5 separate regions of the Mus musculus genome follow, and regions 2, 3, 4 and 5 are each linked to region 1. A link is a contact called in public HiChIP or PLAC-seq data. All regions are on one chromosome and are shown on one strand. The core of a region is the stretch at or near the end of the contact, and the rest is flanking DNA. Distances in the headings are between cores, read along the strand shown. Region 1 holds the start of Socs2 (suppressor of cytokine signaling 2). Region 2 holds the start of Nr2c1 (nuclear receptor subfamily 2, group C, member 1). Region 3 has its middle 62 kb from the start of Gm4792. Region 4 overlaps Gm4792 (predicted gene 4792). Region 5 holds the start of Ccdc38 (coiled-coil domain containing 38).

Evidence for each region. HiChIP or PLAC-seq counts read pairs in DNA pulled down with a chosen protein or histone mark.
Region 2: an H3K4me3 HiChIP or PLAC-seq map of embryonic forebrain shows a contact between it and region 1, with 3 times the contacts expected there. The contact joins the promoter of Nr2c1 here to the promoter of Socs2 in region 1. A contact is called at or near these places in 4 of 39 promoter capture datasets (hippocampal neurons, liver and pre-B cells), 3 of 115 datasets of contacts at active chromatin or transcription factors (astrocytes, embryonic forebrain and embryonic stem cells) and 1 of 9 other capture datasets (liver).
Region 3: a contact with region 1 is called in an H3K27ac HiChIP or PLAC-seq map of microglia, with 14 times the contacts expected there. The contact joins the enhancer-like site here to the promoter of Socs2 in region 1. A contact is called at or near these places in 3 of 115 datasets of contacts at active chromatin or transcription factors (embryonic forebrain, forebrain and microglia) and 2 of 9 other capture datasets (adipose tissue and liver).
Region 4: a contact with region 1 is called in an H3K4me3 HiChIP or PLAC-seq map of stem cell-derived neural progenitor cells, with 3 times the contacts expected there. The contact joins the enhancer-like site here to the promoter of Socs2 in region 1. A contact is called at or near these places in 2 of 39 promoter capture datasets (the 3T3-L1 cell line and cranial neural crest), 2 of 115 datasets of contacts at active chromatin or transcription factors (embryonic forebrain and stem cell-derived neural progenitor cells) and 1 of 9 other capture datasets (liver).
Region 5: a FOXA1 HiChIP or PLAC-seq map of pancreatic cancer cells shows a contact between it and region 1. The contact joins the promoter of Ccdc38 here to the promoter of Socs2 in region 1. A contact is called at or near these places in 2 of 39 promoter capture datasets (both in liver) and 1 of 115 datasets of contacts at active chromatin or transcription factors (pancreatic cancer cells).

The regions. Positions count from the first base shown.
Region 1 is chr10:95,415,096-95,419,077 of GRCm38.p6, reverse strand. Socs2 (suppressor of cytokine signaling 2) reads left to right here and starts at 2,221. Exons shown (of 3, transcript NM_007706.4): 1 at 2,221-2,460; 2 at 3,887-3,982. 5730420D15Rik (RIKEN cDNA 5730420D15 gene) reads right to left here and starts at 1,703. Exons shown (of 5, transcript NR_045339.1): 1 at 1,399-1,703.
Region 2 is chr10:94,146,457-94,150,228 of GRCm38.p6, reverse strand. It overlaps Nr2c1 (nuclear receptor subfamily 2, group C, member 1), which reads right to left and starts at 2,298. Exons shown (of 14, transcript NM_011629.3): 1 at 2,127-2,298.
Region 3 is chr10:94,358,895-94,362,679 of GRCm38.p6, reverse strand. It overlaps a transcript of Tmcc3 not described here. Among named protein-coding and RNA genes, the nearest start is that of Gm4792, 62 kb to the right of the region's middle. Within about 2 kb of position 1,734, at least 5 of the 459 cell types and tissues checked have an H3K27ac peak or open chromatin away from gene starts, as enhancers often do. A contact at or near this core is called in microglia, where this site is marked.
Region 4 is chr10:94,293,239-94,296,993 of GRCm38.p6, reverse strand. Gm4792 (predicted gene 4792) reads left to right here. Exons shown (of 3, transcript NR_033209.1): 2 at 1,694-1,811; 3 at 3,019-3,331. Among named protein-coding and RNA genes, the nearest start is that of Gm4792, 3.6 kb to the left of the region's middle. Within about 2 kb of position 1,748, at least 42 of the 459 cell types and tissues checked have an H3K27ac peak or open chromatin away from gene starts, as enhancers often do. A contact at or near this core is called in embryonic forebrain and stem cell-derived neural progenitor cells, where this site is marked.
Region 5 is chr10:93,537,978-93,542,135 of GRCm38.p6, reverse strand. Ccdc38 (coiled-coil domain containing 38) reads right to left here and starts at 1,504. Exons shown (of 16, transcript NM_175488.6): 1 at 1,327-1,504. It overlaps Amdhd1 (amidohydrolase domain containing 1), which reads left to right and starts at 2,103. Exons shown (of 9, transcript NM_027908.1): 1 at 2,103-2,302. The coding sequence starts at 2,166.

The DNA of each region.
Region 1 (3,982 bases), core at 972-3,471:
GTAGCAATGATAATAATTTTATGGTTGAGGGGTCACCATGATATGAGGAACTGTATTAAACGGTCGCTGCATTAGGGAGGATGAGGACCACTGTGGGGCTCAGCTGAAGGAAGTGAGTTGCTGGTGTAGGGCACCGGAGTGCTAGATGTAAACCGGTTTCCTGTCTCCCTTCTAAGGCTGACTGCACCACTAATTCCTGCCTCCCGTGGAGGGTGCTTTCCAGGCTCCAAGCCTTCCTGCCATGTTGGAATGTGTCCTGTGAACCATGAACCGAGATCAATCTTTCCTCCCTTCCATCACCTCTGCCAGGTGGTTTGGTCATAGTACTCAGTAGAGTAAGGAGGCTGGAAGATTTACTACACCTGACAAAGAAAAATTAATCTGTATGATCTCAAAAAAAAAAAAAAAAAAAACACCACCACCAACAACAAAAAAACCAACAAAAAACCAAAACCCTTTAGGAGTGCAGAAGCACAGGCACACACTTCCACTTCCTCTGAGGTTTTCTACCAAGAAAGGATCAACCATTCATAAAACGTTGGTCTTAGTTATCCCTGCACATTGTAGAGGCTTAAAAAGTTTAACTTGGGCCTCCAACTCACTACACAGAACTCCAGAGGGATCCGCCTGTCCGTTCATGCTAACCTTTCACCGACATCTTGTTTTTAAGTTTACAGAAAACGTTAGGGACCTAAAGAAGGTAAGCATCCTGCTAAGTTACTCCCTGGCTTTACACAGGCTTTCTAAAACTTGAGTAAGAGGCATCCTTCCCATCAAAGATTCCAGGAAAACAGCCTCCCCCCTCCGCGGCCACACATACGAATCTATCGCTGACAAAGCCCCTGTAAGCTGGCTTATGTCCTCCCCTCGCGTTCACCATTCTGTAAGTGCATAGAATTATTTAAGAGGAAAAAAATTACTGTGGATAAAAATTGGTTCGGGGCCTTGGAATTGGCCGGTCGTGTTGTGTTTCCTTCCAGGGCCGGCAGGCGGGGCACCAGGCAAGGCTTGGAAGCCGCGCCTCTCTCAACCTCTCCTGGCCACCCTTGCCCAACTTCCCCATAGACACAGCTTCAACTAAAAGTGGCCATTGACCTTTCAAGCTTTTGAGCAGTGGGGCAACAGAACAGTATTTCAAAGAAAAATGGTTATCGAAATTTCGAATCCGGTTTTCCCATGAGTGTTTTTTTTTTGTTTTTGTTTTTCTGTTAAAAAAAAAAAAAGTAGGTCACATTCAAAGTGGGTCACGTTTCAGGAGCCGGCGTGCCTGGATGCCGGCGCGGAGGCTAGGTGGCCTCTTACAGAGTGGGAGGTGAGGGTCCCAATAGGAAAGAAGTACTGGGATCAATACGAACTCCGGGTCCCTGGCTTTGCAAGGATTCACAGAGACAAACGCACCAGGCCTGTGACCCCGCACCCCACCCGGGCACAGGTAAGGGCACCTCCTCTGTAGGGTGGCCAGGGTGGGTCTCCCGAAGGGCAAGCAGGAGTTGAGCTGAGGAGGAAAGGAGAAGCTGGGCAAGGCTGATGCAGGGGACTACCAGTTGGAGCTCCAGGGGGGAGGGATTGAGGGCAGTCTGCGCAGCTTTAAGGAGGCGCTCAGCTCGTCTCTTTCCTGGCCTTCTAGGATGCTGGCGGAGGGGACAGTCTCTGGTTCGCTTCCCGAGGTGCCCGGGAGTGGTAGTCGACCTGGGCAGTGGCGTGCTAGCTCTAGCTCTGTGTGTGTCTTAGAGAGGGAGGGACGGACATCTGAGCCCCGCCCCCTTCCCGCACGCTGGTCCTGCATCCCACATGGAGGAGAGGAGGGTCGCGTCTGGCAGGCGCACAGCGGGGTGGATGGCTGGCCTAAAGGTTCCCTCCTACGTGGAGGGCTGGGGAGAAGAGGGGCTGCTATTCGCGGGACCGAGGTGCTCAGCTGTTGCAGACACAGGGGCAGGTACTGGTGGCTTAATAGGCATTGGCTGGGGACTTCTCCTTGTTCCCGAGCACCCCGAGGTGCAGGGTCAGAGGAGGGCGGAGTCGCAGGCTTCCACCCCGCAGCCACCAGCACCAGCACCCGCACCGGCTCTCTCCACCCGGCTCCCTTGAAGCCTGCGCATTAGCGGCCGGGGCCTCTTTAAAGCGCTGGCGGGGGCTGCGGTCACGTGAGGCGGATTCCTGGAAAGTTCCTGGAAAGCGGCCTCCGCCGCGGCCGGGCGGGGCGCGAGGGGCGGGAGGCGGGGAGCGAGGGAGGCGCGTCGGGCTGGGAAGTCGCGCGCACACTCGGCTCCGGGGACAGACGGTTAACTCTTGCCAAGTCTCGCCGCCTCTGCGGCTCCCGGGCCTTGGGCTTCCCCCCTGAAGCATGAGCCTTTCCTCCCGCAGCCGCCAACGCTGCGCGGGTCTCGGACAGTGCGCGCCGGGACTCCAGGCGCGCGCCCTCAAGATCCCTTGTGCCCGGAGCCCGGAAGCTTGCGGCAGGTACCGCTCGCGAAGCCCGAAGGTTCCGCCCGGGGGGACAGTGGCCGGGAGGGCGGCGGGGTGCGAGCACGGGGGCGGCGGCGGACCGCCTGGGCGTCCGCAGTTTAGGGCGCCCCGGGAGAGTTCAAGTCGGGGCTCTGCCCCATCCGGACTCAACTGCCTCCTCTCTCCCGGGTTCCTTCTCGGTCTCGGGAAATTTTCCGAGCACCCCCACCCCCCAACAACTGCTACCCAAATTTATAATCCTAATAACCTGATCTCCCGCTCCTCCCCGCCAGCCTCCGCCCTTGCTCCCCCACCCCACCCCTTCTCTTTCTCCCATCTCCTCCGCTTCAACTGGAGGGAAACCCGGCACTGGCGAGCAGGGGTGTCAGCCTGGGGCGGAGAGGGGGGGGGGAAGCTAGGCGACGATCCCTGGGATTTTTGTCTGCCTTTGGCGCAGAAAAACTCGGTTGCTTTTACTGAGCGCAGAGCCGATTGCATCCCCAGGCATCTCCTTCCACAAATAAACGTCACCCGGGGAACTCAGACGGACACCCCTCCTTGCCCCCTGGCTCCCCCGCCCCTTGTCCGCTGGGGAGGCTGCCTAGTGCGGAGGCGGCAGTCGCGGCGGTGGAGGTAAGACCTCAGTCCCAGTTGATGGCATGGCCCGCTGCGCTCGCTGTTGCGGGCTCAGCCCCGGCCTCATTTGGAGCTCCGGCGGGGGCTGCACGCTCCGGCCGATTCCTCGACAGCGCCCGCGGCGGCAGCCGCAGGAGCCGCGGTCCGCGTTTTGGAGCGACCGCCGCTGAGCCCCCCATCCTCGTCTGGAGCGTGCTCCAGGAAGCGGCAGGAGTGGGGGTGAGGCCGCCTCCGAGGCAGGGATGCAGCGGCTGGCGCGCCGCTAGCGCACCGCAGCACCCTCGGCTGGCGACCCAGGAGCCCTGCGGCGCTTTAGGGCGTGGAACCAGGTTTTGCCGGATGCATCCTCCCAAGGGCCCTGGGGCTGCTCGAAATGTAAGATGGAAATGCCAAGTGCAGAGAACTGCCCGGTTCTTTGTGTAATGTTTTCCCCCCCACCCCCACCCCCCACTTGCCCATGACAAAGGCCTATCCATCCGGACCCGCAGGTGACTGTTTCCTGGGCTGCCTGTGTGTAATTCCAGCACACAGTTCTTCGGCGGGAAAACACCTTGTTTACTCTCATCCTGTCTCCCTCCTCACCCCTCTACTCCGGCCAACTTTAGTGTCTTGGATCTCTGCCCTTTTTACCCGTCTTTCCCCAGAGTTGGGCAGGGCGTTAGCTGGATGCTCGGGGTTAAATGGTACAGAACACGCAGGCGGAGGAGTCCCTGGGATTTTCCACGTGTCTGTTTACCCACCCCCACCTCGGCCGTAGGGGTTCAGCCCAGACTGACCCAATCTCTGTTCCATTGTTTCTTCACAGGCGATCTGTGGGTGACAGTGTCTGCGAGAGACTTTGCCACACCATTCTGCCGGAATTTGGAGAAAAAGAACCAGCCGCTTCCAGTCCCCTCCCCCT
Region 2 (3,772 bases), core at 1,049-3,548, 1.3 Mb after region 1:
AATGACCTCCTTAGGCAGGAAAGATGGTTCAAGGGTTAAGAACCTAAATTCCATTCCTCCACCCATATGTTGGCTCTCTACCCCCTGTATCTCTAGTTCCAGAGGATCTGAAACCCTCCTCTGGCCCCGGAGAGCACAGTACCCTTGTGGTACACAGATATACACACAGGCAAAACACCCATACCCAGAAATCATTAAACCTGGTGGAGATTACCCTCCCCAGAAAGTCACAAGTTCATATTCTTTTATACCTCAATGCTATATGTTAAATATCAAGGTTTACCAAGCATACAGTCAGTCCAAGGAATTCCCCACTTAGGAATCCCAGGGGTAAACTATTAGCAGTTTATCACACAAAACACAAACGGTGCTTCTGTAGCATATACCATTTCCTACCACACTTGTGCCTGACCTCTGAGACCCAGCTCAAATTCCATTCTACCCACTATTTCTGGATGATCCGCTGTATACAGTGTACAGGAAGAGTTAACTGGGATTTAAGGACAGACGTCTATGGTTTCGATTAACTCTTAAAACTTTCAAACAGAGGTCCATTTTTCTGGAGATGGTTTTGAAAGGGTACGTGTGTGTGTGTGTGTGTGCGCGTGCCTGTGCACAGAGGATCTTATAGTGCTACTTTTTGTATGAGGTTGGTCTTTGCTATCACCGGGATAGGAATTACACACTTCACCACACCCTCAGAAGATATTTAGGCTTTGCTGCCTTGTATGGTCCCCTTGAAAACCTTTCACCTTGAAAGCGTTACACAGAATGATGAAATCATGAAATTGGTTAAATTTATTGTCACCATATGTTTAGTTTGTAATGGATACAAGCATCAAGTATCTTCTTTAATGACAATAGAAGCAACATTAAAACGACCTTTGAAACCAGAGTTAGGAGGCTATAAAGGGTGTCCTACAGGCTAGAACTGTACAGAAGGTCTAACTTGGAAACGGGAATTGTGGTTACTGCCACCCTTAGACTAATAGGTCTTTGGAATGATTGCAATTGGAAAACTTACACTGTATCCAAAGGTTCAAGATGCACACCAAAAGGTTACTGGCCATGTTGATACAAAGGACGTAAGACCTTTCCTTTATCTTCTATACATCTTCTGGGGTTTGGATACATGATTTCCAAGCCAGTCTCCACAAGAACTCCAGGTGACCTTTCCTGCTTTGCTTTAGCCTCCTGAGTACTGGGATTACAGGCATGTGTCACCAGCCTGGCTCCTTCCTGCAGGTCATCCAGGCTTTCTGTTCTTTCTCAATGTTAAATGGTCCACAATAAACTCCCACTTTTTCTTCCCTTCCTGGAATCTTCTCTAATGTACTTGCATTTCTGTCCCACCAAACTACAACTCCCAAGACACCCTCCCCAAACGATTTCCTTTTTCATGTTTGCTGTTTGATTAGAACAGATCAATAATCTCTTTCCAAATTTACCAAAGTAGACACGTAAAGTTTAGAGACAATTACTCAACCCGGTAAACAAGCAGACACTGTTTTAAAAACAAAGAACAACCCCTTCCTTGAAGTCTAAGACACACTAACAACTTCCAAGCGGTGGAAAAAAAAGCCCTAAACGGATTTAACTTCAAGTCTCTTTTGCTTGTCCTTTCCAGCTTTGGCTGACCTGCTTAACTCAGGGGTAGGGGACAGCCTGGCAATATCTGCACATCATGAGATGTTGTCTGCAGAAACTCAGGCAGTGCTCCTAACAAAAGAGCTACTGGAAGCTTTGATGTGCCCAGTGCATGAGATAGCCCTAGGCCACCTTCCCTCAGAGAAACAGCCACAGCGGATGCTGGTCCTCTCATGCAAGCAGAATCCTGAGCCGGAGGAGGTGTCATCCCGTAGCCCCGGGGTACATGGTCCCTCCGGTCCTGCGCCCCGCAGCTCCCTGCCCTGCACCCACCACGCGCGCAGCCCCGGGGCGGGGGAAGCGGCGCCGAGACGGAAGCGTTCCCTTTAGGTGAAAGGTCACCGGCCCGGCCCGGCCTCCCAAGGCTTTGGGCAATCCGCTAATGTCCGGCTCTCCGGTAACCGGGAGCTGGGACACTCAGGGACACGGGCGCTCGGGCCACGACGCTCGGCGGTTGGGCCGCCCCGCACCCGACTTACCCCTCCCGCCGCGGCGGCCGCTGGGCTGGAGAGAGCAGAGGCGAGGGGACCCGAGGCCAAGGGGACAGGGGAGCTTTCTGAGTTTGTGTTTTGGGGGTGGGGGTCAGAGTTCGTGACCCCACCCTCGGCTTGGCGGTGCGTGGTGCTCTTGGCGCCTGCGCATTAGCGCGGTGGAGAAGCGGCCGGCGGTGGTGACGTTCCCTGGGCGAAGCCGAGGGCCCCGGAGTCCAGCGGCGGTTCTGGAAGTCGATTGCCCCCTGTAGGTGTGGAGGGAGAGCGCCGCCGCAGCTGCGTGTCCACCCGATGCCCTGTGAGGATGATAGATAGCATCAAGTTCTTCCAATACCTGCAACTCTGGTGTCTGGCCTCCGCGGGCACGCGCACCCAAGTGCACATACCCAAACACACGTAATTGGAAATCAAGGACGACCGAGGGCTGGAGAGATGGCTCAATGGTTAAGAGGACTTGTGGTTCCTCCAGAGAACTTGGCTTGATTCCTAACACCCACCTGGTCTGTGGTCATCTTCTGTAACTTCAGTTCCATTGGATTTGGTGCCCTCTTCTGTGCACAAACATATGTGCAGGCCGAACACCCTACACACTAAGAGTAAAACTCTTGAAAGGAAGGGAGGAAGGCAGGAAGGAAGAAAGAAAGAAGGAAGGAAAGAAAAAGACAAGTCTTTTGAGACCTGGCCTGTCAGAACCCAGACTAGTCTTTTAACTAGTGATTCTCCTGCCTCCCTCTCCAGTGCTGTAGCGGTTTGTTTTGTTTTTAAATTTCATTAATACGGGCGTTTTACCTGCATCTATGCATCTAGGTGTACCTAGTCTAGGTGGAGGCCATCAGATCCTCTAGATGTGAACTTACAGATCGTTTTGAGTAGCCATGCAGGTACTCGGAATTGAACCTGGGCCCTCTACAAGAGCAGCCAATGCTCTTTAACAGCTGAGCCATCTCTCTTGCCCCTTAAAGGAAGTTTTGGTTTGAGAAATAATAAACAACCGAATGGGTCTGGGTTAGGTGTCTTTAATGTCTGGAAAACTGGACTTTGTTGTGGGCACTCTCTTAGATTAGTTCACCAGTGCTAAGGAGTCTGTGTAGGATAACAGGGCCCAGGAAAGAACACCCTGACCCTGACTTGACCCAAGCCCAAGACCTTGTCCCAGAGTCTGATCACAGAATCCCACCAACCCTCAAAGCTTTGGCCAAGATCAAGCCACATAATCCTCCCATCGCAGGCCACCCTGGAAAACCCCACACTCCAAGAAACCCTATATAAAGTCCATTTTTCTGCCCAGTTCCCTGAAGTTTCTTGAAGAGGCAGCCATTTTCCTGTTTTTTTTTTTTTTCCTTCCAGCAAATCTCGTGGGAGGTTTCTTGTGTGGTGTGGATGTGACTCTGTGGTATTCCTTGGCTCATGGTGGCCAGGCTACCTTTTCCAGAAGAGCTGTAACATCACGATTTGGGGAAACTTCCCCCTGCCTGAGCAGAGTGATAACACTGTCTGCCTAGAGCCCAATCCCATAGAACTTCCCAGCAATATGAGAACAGGCTGAGGCAAAGTCGTGTCAAATTTTACTTGACTGTCTTTATCAAAAGCAAGAACACAATCACTGCTGTGTACCTTATGTTCCTAAGGGCTGG
Region 3 (3,785 bases), core at 485-2,984, 1.1 Mb after region 1:
GCTCCTGAAGATGTAAGCAATAAAGCTTTGCCGCAGAAGATTCTGGTCTGTTGCGTCTTTCCTGGCCGGTCGTGAGAACGCGTCTAATAACAGACACCGCCCTTTGTCTGGATAAGACTTAGCCATACCCGGTGAAACAAAGTTTCTCTCCATCCAGATGGCTACATCAGCGCTAAGAGCACCCTGTCCTCGCTTCTCTGGCCCTTTTGTTCTGGTTCCTGTTGCAGAGGGTCCAGCATTTCTGTAAGCTTTCCGCTTTATGTGGGTCTTCCCCACTCCTAGCTTCTGGAAGAAAGGGACTTCAAAGGGCAACCAGAAAGGAAGAGAACATGGGCTACTGCTCCGGTGCCCATCACTGCCCTTCCGGCTGGGAAAAGCAAACTTTACTCCTTTAAGCACAGAGTGTTCAATCTGTAAGTGAAATCTATTGGGCCTTAGTGAAGGTCATTAATGAACACCCCAGTAAATAGCCTATGATAGTAAGCAGGAAGATTTGATGAGTGTTCACACCACCCACAGATTCAATATAATGCATATCAAAATGCCAATGACATAAACAGAACAAAACAATGCTTTCAAGTACATAGACCCACAAAAGACACTCCCAAGATCCGCTAAAGTTTACCTTAACTGAGGTGGGAGGAGTCACTCTGAATACGGGTGGCACTGTTGCATTGGTCTCAGATCACAGATCAAAATACAGAGAAGGGAGCCGGCATGAGCATTCATTGATCACTACTCCTTTTCTAGAGACTCTGTGTGACCAGACATCTCAAGTTCTTGACACCACGATGTTCCTCACCATGATGACCTGTACCCATGAATTATGAACGGAAACAAACCCTTTCTTAAGGGGCTTTTGCCAGGCGCTGTGTCACTGCAACAGGAAAAGCCGCTAACACAACGGTCTTGAGCAGGAACAATTGGAGAAACCACACTTCCAGCCTTCATATTAGATGACAAAGGTACAGGAATTAAAACAGCAACGCCCACGGTGGTACGAATAGCGGTCCTAGAACTCAGGAAGCCGAAGTATGGTGAACATGAGTTTGAAGCCAGCCTGGGTCCCAAACCCAGATCCAATTTAGACCTTATCTCAAAACCAACCAAACAAAGATTATAAGAACAAACAGTAAGTAAACAAAAGGAATAAAGAGAAAGGGAATATAAAGGAACAAAACCAGATAGGATAGAGAAACAGGAAATCATGCCCACATGTGCATAAAGGGGTTTAACACAGATAACAGGGGAAGGGTATATCTACAATAAACAGGAGAGGGGAACTAGATATTCAGATGGGAAAAAACATGAAACTAGACCCTTTTCCTTTCCCTTCCTTCCTTCCTTCCTTCCTTCCTTCCTTCCTTCCTCCCTCCCTCCCTCCCTCCCTCCCTCCCTTCCTTCCTTTTTCCCCCCTCCCCCTCCTCCGCCCCCCCTCTCTGTCTCTCTCCCTCCCTCCCTGCCTCTCTCACTGCAGGGCCTCTCTACATAGCCCTGGCTATCCTGGAGCTGTCTATGGAGACCAGGCTGGCCTCACACTCACAGAGGTCTCCCTGGAAACTGGAGCCACCCATGCACCTAGAACGCTGGTGGGTGCCGGGGTGGGCAACGGGACCCTTCCTTCCAAAATTTTGTCATGCAAACTGACAGTGCCTCCTGATTGACTGATCCAGGTGCCTACTTTGGTCTGGGCCCCGTTGAGTTCCCCTACCATCTATAGGGAAATTTTAAAAAATAAATTCCCTGTGTTTTCCCTTCTTCAGAGGCAGACATTTAAGAAGGTCACTGGCCAACCACAGAGATAACAGAACAGAAACTTCAGTGACCACAAAAAACAAGAACACACAGTGACAGATATCAGTTAGCAAGGTCACAATATACATCAGCCCCAATAACAACAACAACAACAACAACAACAACAAATCAACAGATTTCCAAATAGTAGGAAAGTAGGATTTCCAGACTCACCATGTAAGAGTCTTAAAATTAAAAGTCTTATATGTTTTCTTTCTAGCTAAGATGCTAAAATTATGACAAATTGTGAAAGAAATATGGTCTTTCTGTGAGGAAACCAAAGACCAGAAAATCCTCAAATGGCATCAACTTTATCTAATAATAATAACAACGACAGCAGCAGCAGCAGCAACAACAACAACTAGACCCTTCCCCAGGGAGTCAGGATACAGAGGGGACATTTCAGACAGACACAAAAGAATAAGAAAAAGAAGATGGCAGGGAAGTTTTCCTTTCCTTTCCTCTCTCCTTTGCTTAACAATATTTCTCAGTACTTTGGTTATCAAAGTCATTAGAGTTTACAAGGTATGAATGTAAAGCACTCAGAATCGCTCCCGTGCTTATGAAAATCCCAATATTAGCTTTTAATAATATTATTATTATCATCTAAATACACTCTGAGGCACAAGCCAAGTTCTATTGATGTCTTTCTAGGACAAAGACAGTTTAACCAATATTTTAGTGAATTAAAAAAACAAAACAAAACAATGCTCTATCAAAGTAACAATGCAATTCATAATTAAACTCTCTCTTCTAAACCAGAATTAGAGAGTTTGTATTTCTGTCATTGTTATTGATACAGGATATCAGTATCGGAACATAAAACCCCATGTAAGAAGCCATGCTTGGTGCCATGCTTGTAATAAATCATCGTCGTCATCGTCATCATCATCATCACCATCGTTGTCACCATCACCATCCTCATAATCACCATCATCATCCCTGGAGCATGCTGGTTAGACAGCCTAGCCTACCTGACAAGCTTCCGGTCAACAAGACATCCTGGCTGAAAAAATAAAAAGAGGACTGGAGAGATGGCTCAGCCACGCCCTTGTAGAGGATCCAGATTTGGTGGTTGCTCATGGCTGTCTTTTACTAGTTTCAGAGGACCTAATATCTTCTTCTGGCTTCCTCAAGCACTGTAAAACATAGTGCCCGTACATACATTCAACAAAACACACATGCACGTAAGATAAAGGCAAATCTTTCCAAAAGTTCAAGTGGACAGCACCCAAGAAGCAGCATTGCAGTTGCCCTCTGACCTCGACATGCATACAGTCTGCACACACACACAAGCAGGCATACTCACATGTGTGCACTTGCACACACAAACACACACTGAGACACACACAACCCAGAGCATTCACGCAGGCTGTGTGGTGGCACACTGAAGTGTGGGAAGGACGGGGCAAGAGCAAGGTTTGTAGTAATTCCAAGCCCCTTTGGTTGGGTAATCTTTTGCTGAATTAGTTTATTCATGTTGCGTCTTCTGTCCTAGTGCTAAAACTCTGCAAGCAACCTTAGACCCCTAGGTTGTTTTGTACCCCGGTCTTCTCCTCGGGCCAGAGACACAGAAGCTAAAACCAGCTCAAAGGCTCCTGATAACATTGGTAGGCAGTTGCTCTATCACAACTATTTCAAACCAAATTTTGAAGTAGTACATTTGCCTCTGTGTTCAATCCACTGTCTGTATCTAGACGATTTTTAAGTTCTCTCTCTTCCCAGGATGACCTAGCTAAATTGCTGTCCAGGGCAGAAGACAAGCCACTGTCCTCCAACCAGACATCGGAGTTCAGTCTTGGTTAAAACAAGTCAGTCGTCATCTCTGTGTTTCCATCGGGTGCGGGCAGGAGTGCACACTTCACGGGGCTGTGATGAGACTGAACTGAGGTAGGGGCCTGACAGACTCAAAACACCATCCAGACTGGGAGTAGCCAAGATATCTTTCTTCAAAACAGAATCTCCCAACATTCCTTTTGGCCAATAACTTC
Region 4 (3,755 bases), core at 499-2,998, 1.1 Mb after region 1:
TCTCTTCCCTCAAAGTCAATAAATCCTGATTGATCCTATATATTGAACAAATATGTATTAAGAACCTACTGAGTGCTGGCTTTAGTCCTATTAACAAGTTACAGTCTTTTCTACTGGGGAAATTCCTATGCAGAAACGGCTGGTATACCTGGGGATAGAGCTCAGATGGTAGAGTGCTTGTCTACCATGCTTGAGGCTCTGGCTTGGGTCTTCAGCACCCCAAGACATAAACAGAATAGTTAGGTATACCTGTGAGTGGCAGAATACCTGCCTGACATGCACAAGGTCCCAGACTCAGTCCTCAGCACTGAAATACACACACACACACACACACACACACACACACACACACACACACTCACACACACACACACACACACACACTCACACACACACACACACACACACACACACACACACTCACACACACACACACACATTGGTCTATAGCTTAACCTTGCTTCTAAAGAAAGTACAGAAATTGAGGCATTCTTACTGTTTGATACCTAAACAGGAAGGAGCCATATCTTTTGAGCGGTACATTATTGTTATCCCCTCAGGTAGGACTGTGTGGAAGAACACAGGCATGCAGCTTGATTAGTCTGTAGGAGTTTATGGGACAGCAGGGAACCTCTTACCTCAGAGCCTGGTTCTTTGAAGCAGGAGAATCGGGCCCCATAAATTGTCACCTGACAAAACGAGAATATTATATCGACAACTGCCGCCATTAACTTGTAGTAATAAAGTGATTTCCAGCACAGCAAGGGGATACATTAAAAGTCATGGTGGAAAAGGTGGAGGGAAAGGAAAGGGGACTTTTGAAATTATCCAGTGCTTGGTTGTGGTTTGGGTATAAGTGTCTACCAGATGATTTATGTGTTAAAGGCTCAATCCCTGGCTGGCTCCTCCAGTCACTGAGAATTGACTGGATGCTGTGAGCTCTGCCTTCATCAATGGGCTAATCCACAGACAGATTCCTAACTTGATTATATAATTGTAAGGTAATGGAGACTTTCAGGGGTGCTAGCAGAAGGAATTCATCCCTGCAGACTCCATAATGGATGTATTTTCTCTCTCCTCTCCCTCCCCACTTCTCCTCTCTAATGGCCATGAGGTCACCCTAGGAAGCTCCCCGTCCAAGTCTCAGACCATGACAGAATCAAGAGATGGAAGACATCTTAGAGACCATCTGTTCTTGCCCATTCGGGAATATTCTCTCTCTGAAACCTTGGTCAAGGTGTCTTGACTCCTGCTTAAACACATACTAGTCACGCTTTCTAAAGCCCATTCTACACCAGCCACTCCATCACTGGTTATTGGAAAGGTCTTTTTGGCAGGGCACCAGAGTCTGTTTCTCTCTTCCCTCTGCCTGCTGCTCCATCTGTTGGGATCAGAGGAAACAGGGTGACTCACTTCAAATGACGGCCGACAATGAATGATATACAATTAAGCGTGTGGGCCCCAGGGGCAGACTGCATGGACAGAGTCCTGGCTTTGTGATTTTGGGCAATTGAATCTTCTTGTGCCTCAGATTCTTCATTTGCAAACCAGGAACCCTAATGCTGCCTATCCTTGGAGACTAGGATGGGAAAGGAAGCCTGCTACATATGACTCAGCAGCAGAATTGTCACCCTGATGGTCATGGGAGTCTGCTTGCTTGGACTAAACCTTTTTATTTCTCTCCTTATTCCAGGACTGCTTGTGCCCCTCCCCCACACAGCCCAGTGGCCAGGATTCCTGCCTAACTATATCCCAAGAATTGAGCCTAGGACTCTCTTTGGTCTGCTCTGGCTCATAAAAGCCAAGACGAGGTGAGGCACTCCTTTCTGTTTCTGCTTCTCCGTTCACTCACCAATTCACAAATGATTTTCTGCATGTGTGTTTGTGTAATAGAGAACTGTCCCTTTAAATGTGTGTGTCACAGATCTTGTCTCCTGCTGGGATTGCAGTGGCCTGAAGGCAGGGAACAAATACTGCCACAAAAGGCCTTAGGCTTTGTAGTACACATGGTCTCAGTTGCAACTGCTAGGCTCAGCTGACAAAGCATGAGGTAGCCTTAGACAAGATGAGAGATTTCGTTTACAAAGAGCAGGCCACTGGCTGAATTTGCTTCATGAGCCATAGTTTCCTAACTTCCAAGCTAAAGCATATTTTAAAAAATTGTTTTTCATCTCTCATTCCCTGTCCGGCTTTTTAGAAATGATTGGGATTATGCTGTGTCTGTTTGCTTATTTTTAAAGCATAAGCAGGAGGCTTTTTGTGGATCTGTATTCGACTTTACTATATTGGCTATGCACGTTCCTCTAGCCTTTCTCCTGTGTTTGTGTGTGTGGTGTGTATATATATATGGATGTGTGGGTGTATGTGTACATGTGTATGTGGGGGTGCATGTGGATGCATGTGGATGTGGATGTGTGTATGTGTACGTATGTGTATGCATGCATGTGTGTATATGTGTATGTAGGGGTGCGTGTAAGTGTATATAAATGTGTATTTATATATGTGCATGTATGTGTATGCATATGTGTGTATGTGTATGTATATATGTATGTGTGTGTTTGGGGGTTTGTACATGTGTATATACATATATATATGTGTGTGTGTAGTATATATGTGTGAGTGCATAAGTATATATACATATGTATATGTGTAAGCATGCATGTAGGGGTGTATGTGGGGGTGCATACAGAAGTCAGGGGAGATATCAGGCATCATCCCTTTCCATGCTCCTGTTTCCTTGTTATCTTGAGGCAGGGCTTCTCACCATCCCTAAAAGTTCCTGTTTTGGTTAGGCTGTCTGTACACCGAGCTCCCAGGATCTCCACCTGCTTTCCTGGGGTTGGAACCATGTACAGCTATGCCCAGCTTTTATGTGGGCACTGGAGATCCAAACTCAGACACAACAAACACCCTTACCCGCTGAGCCGTCTCCCCAGGACTTTATGAAGATCTACTAGAGCCCTCCTTCTGCCACTGTCCAAAATAACCCCTGTCTCTCTGTGTCTCTGACTATGATAGGTGTACCTTTGATATATGTATCCACGTAATTGATAAAACGGGAAAGATCAGAGGATGGAGTTTGGAGAGTACAAGACAGGTTCCTGTGAACCAGGCGGGTTCAGGAATCAGTCGCATCACTTCTTTCAGGAAGCAGTTCTTCCAACTTCCCTCCTCCCAGGCCACCATCTCTGAGGATAACACAACCCTGAATGTGGTCCATGGTGCTTCATGGGTGCTCTGCAGGCACTCTCCTCCACTAGACTATAAGCTTGTTTCCAAGTGGTGGCACATAATAGGTGCTCAATAAATGTTGGCACCATGAGGAAATGAATGTGTGGTTTCATATATGTGTCTCCTTTAGCATATCTCCATCAAAACTTACTTCTTCTGGTGATAGAGGAGATAGCTCAGCCAGTAAAGCGCTCACCTTGCAAGCATGGGCACCTAAGTTCAGATCCCCAGCACCCACATAAAAAGCCAGGTATGCTGGCACACCAGAAATCTCAGCACTGGGGAGGTGAAGACAAGAGAATCCTGGGCGTTTGTGGCCAGCCTATCTAGCCAAATTGGCTCCAGATTCAGTAAGAAATTCTATCTCAAAAAGTAAACTGGAGAGCAATGGGGGGGAGATATGGATATTGACCTCTGACCTCCACATGTACCTGCGTGTACCTACATACACATACAAACACATACATACATACATACATACATACATACATACATACATACATACATACATACATACATACTCT
Region 5 (4,158 bases), core at 255-2,754, 1.9 Mb after region 1:
CTGAGAACAGGTCAGGGGAGAACTAACAGAAGTAGGCATTTGTTGAACCCCAGTGTGAACCCATCTTTTATCCCTGCAATTACCTTTGCCTGCCAAAAGTTAACAGGTTAGCTAAAATTTTAGAGTATAAAAATTCTCTAACCATAAGTGACTCTGTTTCTACCCTCTGCCATTTCTACACCCCACCCCCTTTCTTCTTTTAATTTTTTTCTTTGACAGTGAGTCACTGTGTAGACCAGGCTAGACTGAAACTCACATAGCTCTATTACCACCCCTGGTTAATCTCTCTCTCTCTCTCTCTCTCTCTCTCTCTCTCTCTCTCTCTTGGCAGTACACAGACATTTGTGGTTGTGTTTCTGCTTTGTGAGCAGCTGTTGAGGTTTTCACTCACATTATTTTATAACTTCCTTCTTTTGTTTTTGTTTTGTTTTTTTCTACCCCATCTCTATTTTCTTATAGAACATGGTGTGGACCTAAAGGACATTTGCTTCTAGTCTGTCGGAAGCTATTTTTACTGTCTGTTTTATTAATGGCTATAAGGTGACCCAAAATTATCTTTGTGATTTGCAGAGTAAGCCTGCTTTTATGGTATTGTTTTCAGTCCTTGACCCTGCCACCCCCATCTCTTGTAGTATTTGTTGGCCTGGGCAAGGGAAGAAAATCTCTTATCTTTTTAGGAAACATACCATAGAAACTAAATAACTTAAGGGTGATATAGTCTTTAGTCTCAGCACTGATGTGCAGTGTGTGTGTGTGTGTGTGTGTGTGTGTGTGTGAGTGGGGGTGGGGAACCAGGGAGAGAGAGAGAGAGAGAGAGAGAGAGAGAGAGAGAGAGAGAGAGATCTGAATTAAAAGGCTATCCTGATCTACATAAAGGGCTCCAGAACAGCCAGGGCTACACAGTGAGACTTATCTCAACAAGAGAAAAAAGACCAAGGGGGGGGGAAGCCCTAAAACCACATATGTACAAATAGCATTATACAGACCAAGTGGGCTGTATTTATGTATTTAGGGACACACACACACCATAGAAAAGGTCTTGAATTTGAAAGAGAACAAGGGTGGTTTAAGAGGAAATCAGGAAATGATGTCATTGTAATCTCAAAAAATTTATGTGTGTGTGTATATGTGTATGTGTGTGTGTGTGTGTGTGTGTGTGTGTGTGTGTGTGTGTGTGTATGTATTCTTTACAAATCCTGCCTGCCAGTTCTTTAAACAATCTGGATACTGTCTGTCTACAACCTTGAGTGCAGTGGTGTGTGTGAAAGCCACCACACTCGGGAGGAGGGGGGGAGTGTCAGACACCCGGGTCAAATCTGGTTTTACCTCAACAAGTCTGGATCACTGTTGAGACCTATCCTTCAAGAAGGCGGTCGGGACAAAGCAGACAGAGGCACCAAACTGATACTCTGTGTCTCAGCTTCATCCTTCCCTGCTCCAGGCTCCCTTCATCCTGGGAACCGCTTACTACCAGGCCCAAGCGCCGATCTGGCCAACCGAACACGCGTGGCACCCGCAGCCAGGCTAGGAGGGTCACGCGGACACCGTGAGCCTCTGCCCCGTGCCCCTGTCGCCTGTCAGCGCAAGTTTGCTAGGTTCAAGTTCCAGCTCCCAGGGCACAGTGTGTTTTTGTCTCTGTTTCTGTCACTGTGTCTAACACACACACATACATACATACACACACACACACACACCATGCACACTCACACCACACGCATACACACACCCCACTGTGTCTGCCTCTGTTTCTGTCACTGTAACACACACACACACACACACCACTGACGTCTCTGTGTGAGCCCTTCCCAACAACACTTCACTTGGCCACTGCACCGCATCTACCTCGCCCAACTTGATCACTTCCGGTGGTGGCTAAATTTCAGTTTTGTTTTGTTTTTAATCCAGAAGTTAGGGGTTGGGGAGGGGGTGATATAACCATCACCTCCTTTACTCCAAACCTGGAAAGGAGACCTGAAAAGACTGGCGTCCACAATAAAGTTTATTCCAACTTTATTCCAGGCGCTCTGGTTGGCACTGCTCCTGTCCCGGTCACTGGCTGCTGGCCAGCTCCCGCCCCACGCTGCCCAGCCCCGCCCCGCCCTGCCCGGGAGCCACAGCTCGCAGGCTCTCCTGTCCTCCGCAGCCCGCCAGCGGCTAGAGCGACAATGACGAGCAGCCACCGCCTCCTGCTGGAGAACGCACAGCAAGTGGTGCTGGTGTGTGCCCGCGGCGAGCGCTTCCTGACCGGGTCTGCGCTGCGCAGCCTGGCGGTGCTGGAGGGCGCCAGCGTGGTGGTGGGCACGTGAGTAGCCAGTAGCTGGGGACAGGCGAGATGGGGTTCCGGAGCGAAAGCTCTTTCTCCAACAAAACACCTTCAGGGCATCTTTCATTATGATCATTGATCATTGATCCCATTATAGCTTCTAAAGTACTGGCTGGTGGGTTTGCTTTGTTGTTTCCAGAAGAGTCTGTAGACTCTTTTTTGCTCTAAAATCCCGGATATTGATCCAGGTGTGCAGTCCCAGCACCCAAGAGGCAGAAGGTGAGGTCTGTAGTCTAAGGCCATCCTTGACTGTATGTAGAGTTTGCATGTGAGATCCTGTTTCAAAAAACAATCAAGAACTTAAAAAAAGAAAGAAAGAAAAGAAAGGAAAGAAGGAAGGAAGGAAGGAAGGAAGGAAGGAAGGAAGGAAGGAAGGAAAGGAAGGAAGGAAGGAAGGAAGGAAGGAAGGAAGAAAGAAAGAAAGAAAGAAAGAAAGAAAGAAAGAAAGAAAGAAAGAAAGAAAGAAAGAAAGAAAGAAAGAAAGAAAAGAAAAAGAAAAAAGGACAGGGTTTCTCTGTGTAGCCCTGGCTGTCCTGGACTCTTGTAGACCAGACTGGCCTCGAATTCACTCACAGAGTTCCACTCATCTCTGCTTCCCGAATGCTGGGATCAAAGACATGCCCCTCTTTAAAAAAATACTTTTAAATAAAACTAACATTACATCTTTTTTCCCCCCTCAAAAAGCACCTGTGGTGTGCATTATGTAGTCCAGCATAGTGGCCATGTCTTTAATACCAGCACTCTGGAGGCAGGGGTAGACTATTCAAAGTCAGCTTGCTCTACGTAATTCCAGGGCAGCCAAGTGAGACCATGTCGTAAAACAAACAAACCTACGGCTGACCCGCAAAATCACTCAAGCCCTGCATCAGGGAACTAAGGTTAACACACAGGCGCTTTGCTTTGGGGTTGTTTTCTAAAGTAAATAAAAATGTGTCAACACTCACACCTTTTAAAGAGAAGGAATGAATGTGTATTATTTTGTAGTTTATTCTTTTTCCCACTTAGTAGTAAACAGTAAAGCCTCACTATTCCATGTTAATAGTTTCTAAAGGGCCAAAACTCCTAACACCTTTGGAAGGTGGTTTCTAGCTTCCTTGAGTAATTATGTTACTGGATGTGCACTTTGTTCAAACATGACTCCAAAACCCACCACTGAATGACAGCCCACATTCTTAGAAGGTGGACAGCTGTGTGGTTAATGTGGTCCTGAAGAGAACCCCACACCCCCAGAGTCATCCCACACAGGCTGAGGCCATCAGAGATCTCCATCGTAGGCCTGAACTCATTTAAAGTCCAACAGCACACATGAAGTGGTGTGTGCTTCAACCTCCAGCTCTCCGCAGAGCCCTTTGCCCTGTGGCTCCTGGTTAAGTCAGCTCCATGTCAACCAGGACAAACCTCTGACAGAAGAGGAATTCCTAAGTAGGGAGTCCCAAGTGAGGGCTTTGTGTTTAACCTGCATTCATAGGTCAGCTTCCAACCTGTCTGGTCCTTTCCATCACTGGATTTACTGCAAAGTGGGCATTTTATAGAACTTGGCCAGATAAAACGCTATCCGGATTCAAAAATCAGAATACAATTTTTTTCAAAATTCAAATGTAGTTTCTTGTTCTCTTCCTGAATTTGCCCTCCTCTAAATGCACCCCTCCCCAGTTAGGTGAGCTTTCCATCACTGTGACAAAATGCCTGGGACAGGAACAAAGGAAAGATCTAGTGGGTTTCACTGTGCCCGGCTCCATCACTCTGAGGCCTTGTCACCACAGGGCCAAATGTCCTGGTGTCAGGGTGGGGCACAGGAGATGGAAGACACTTATCCCATGGTGACCAGGACGCAG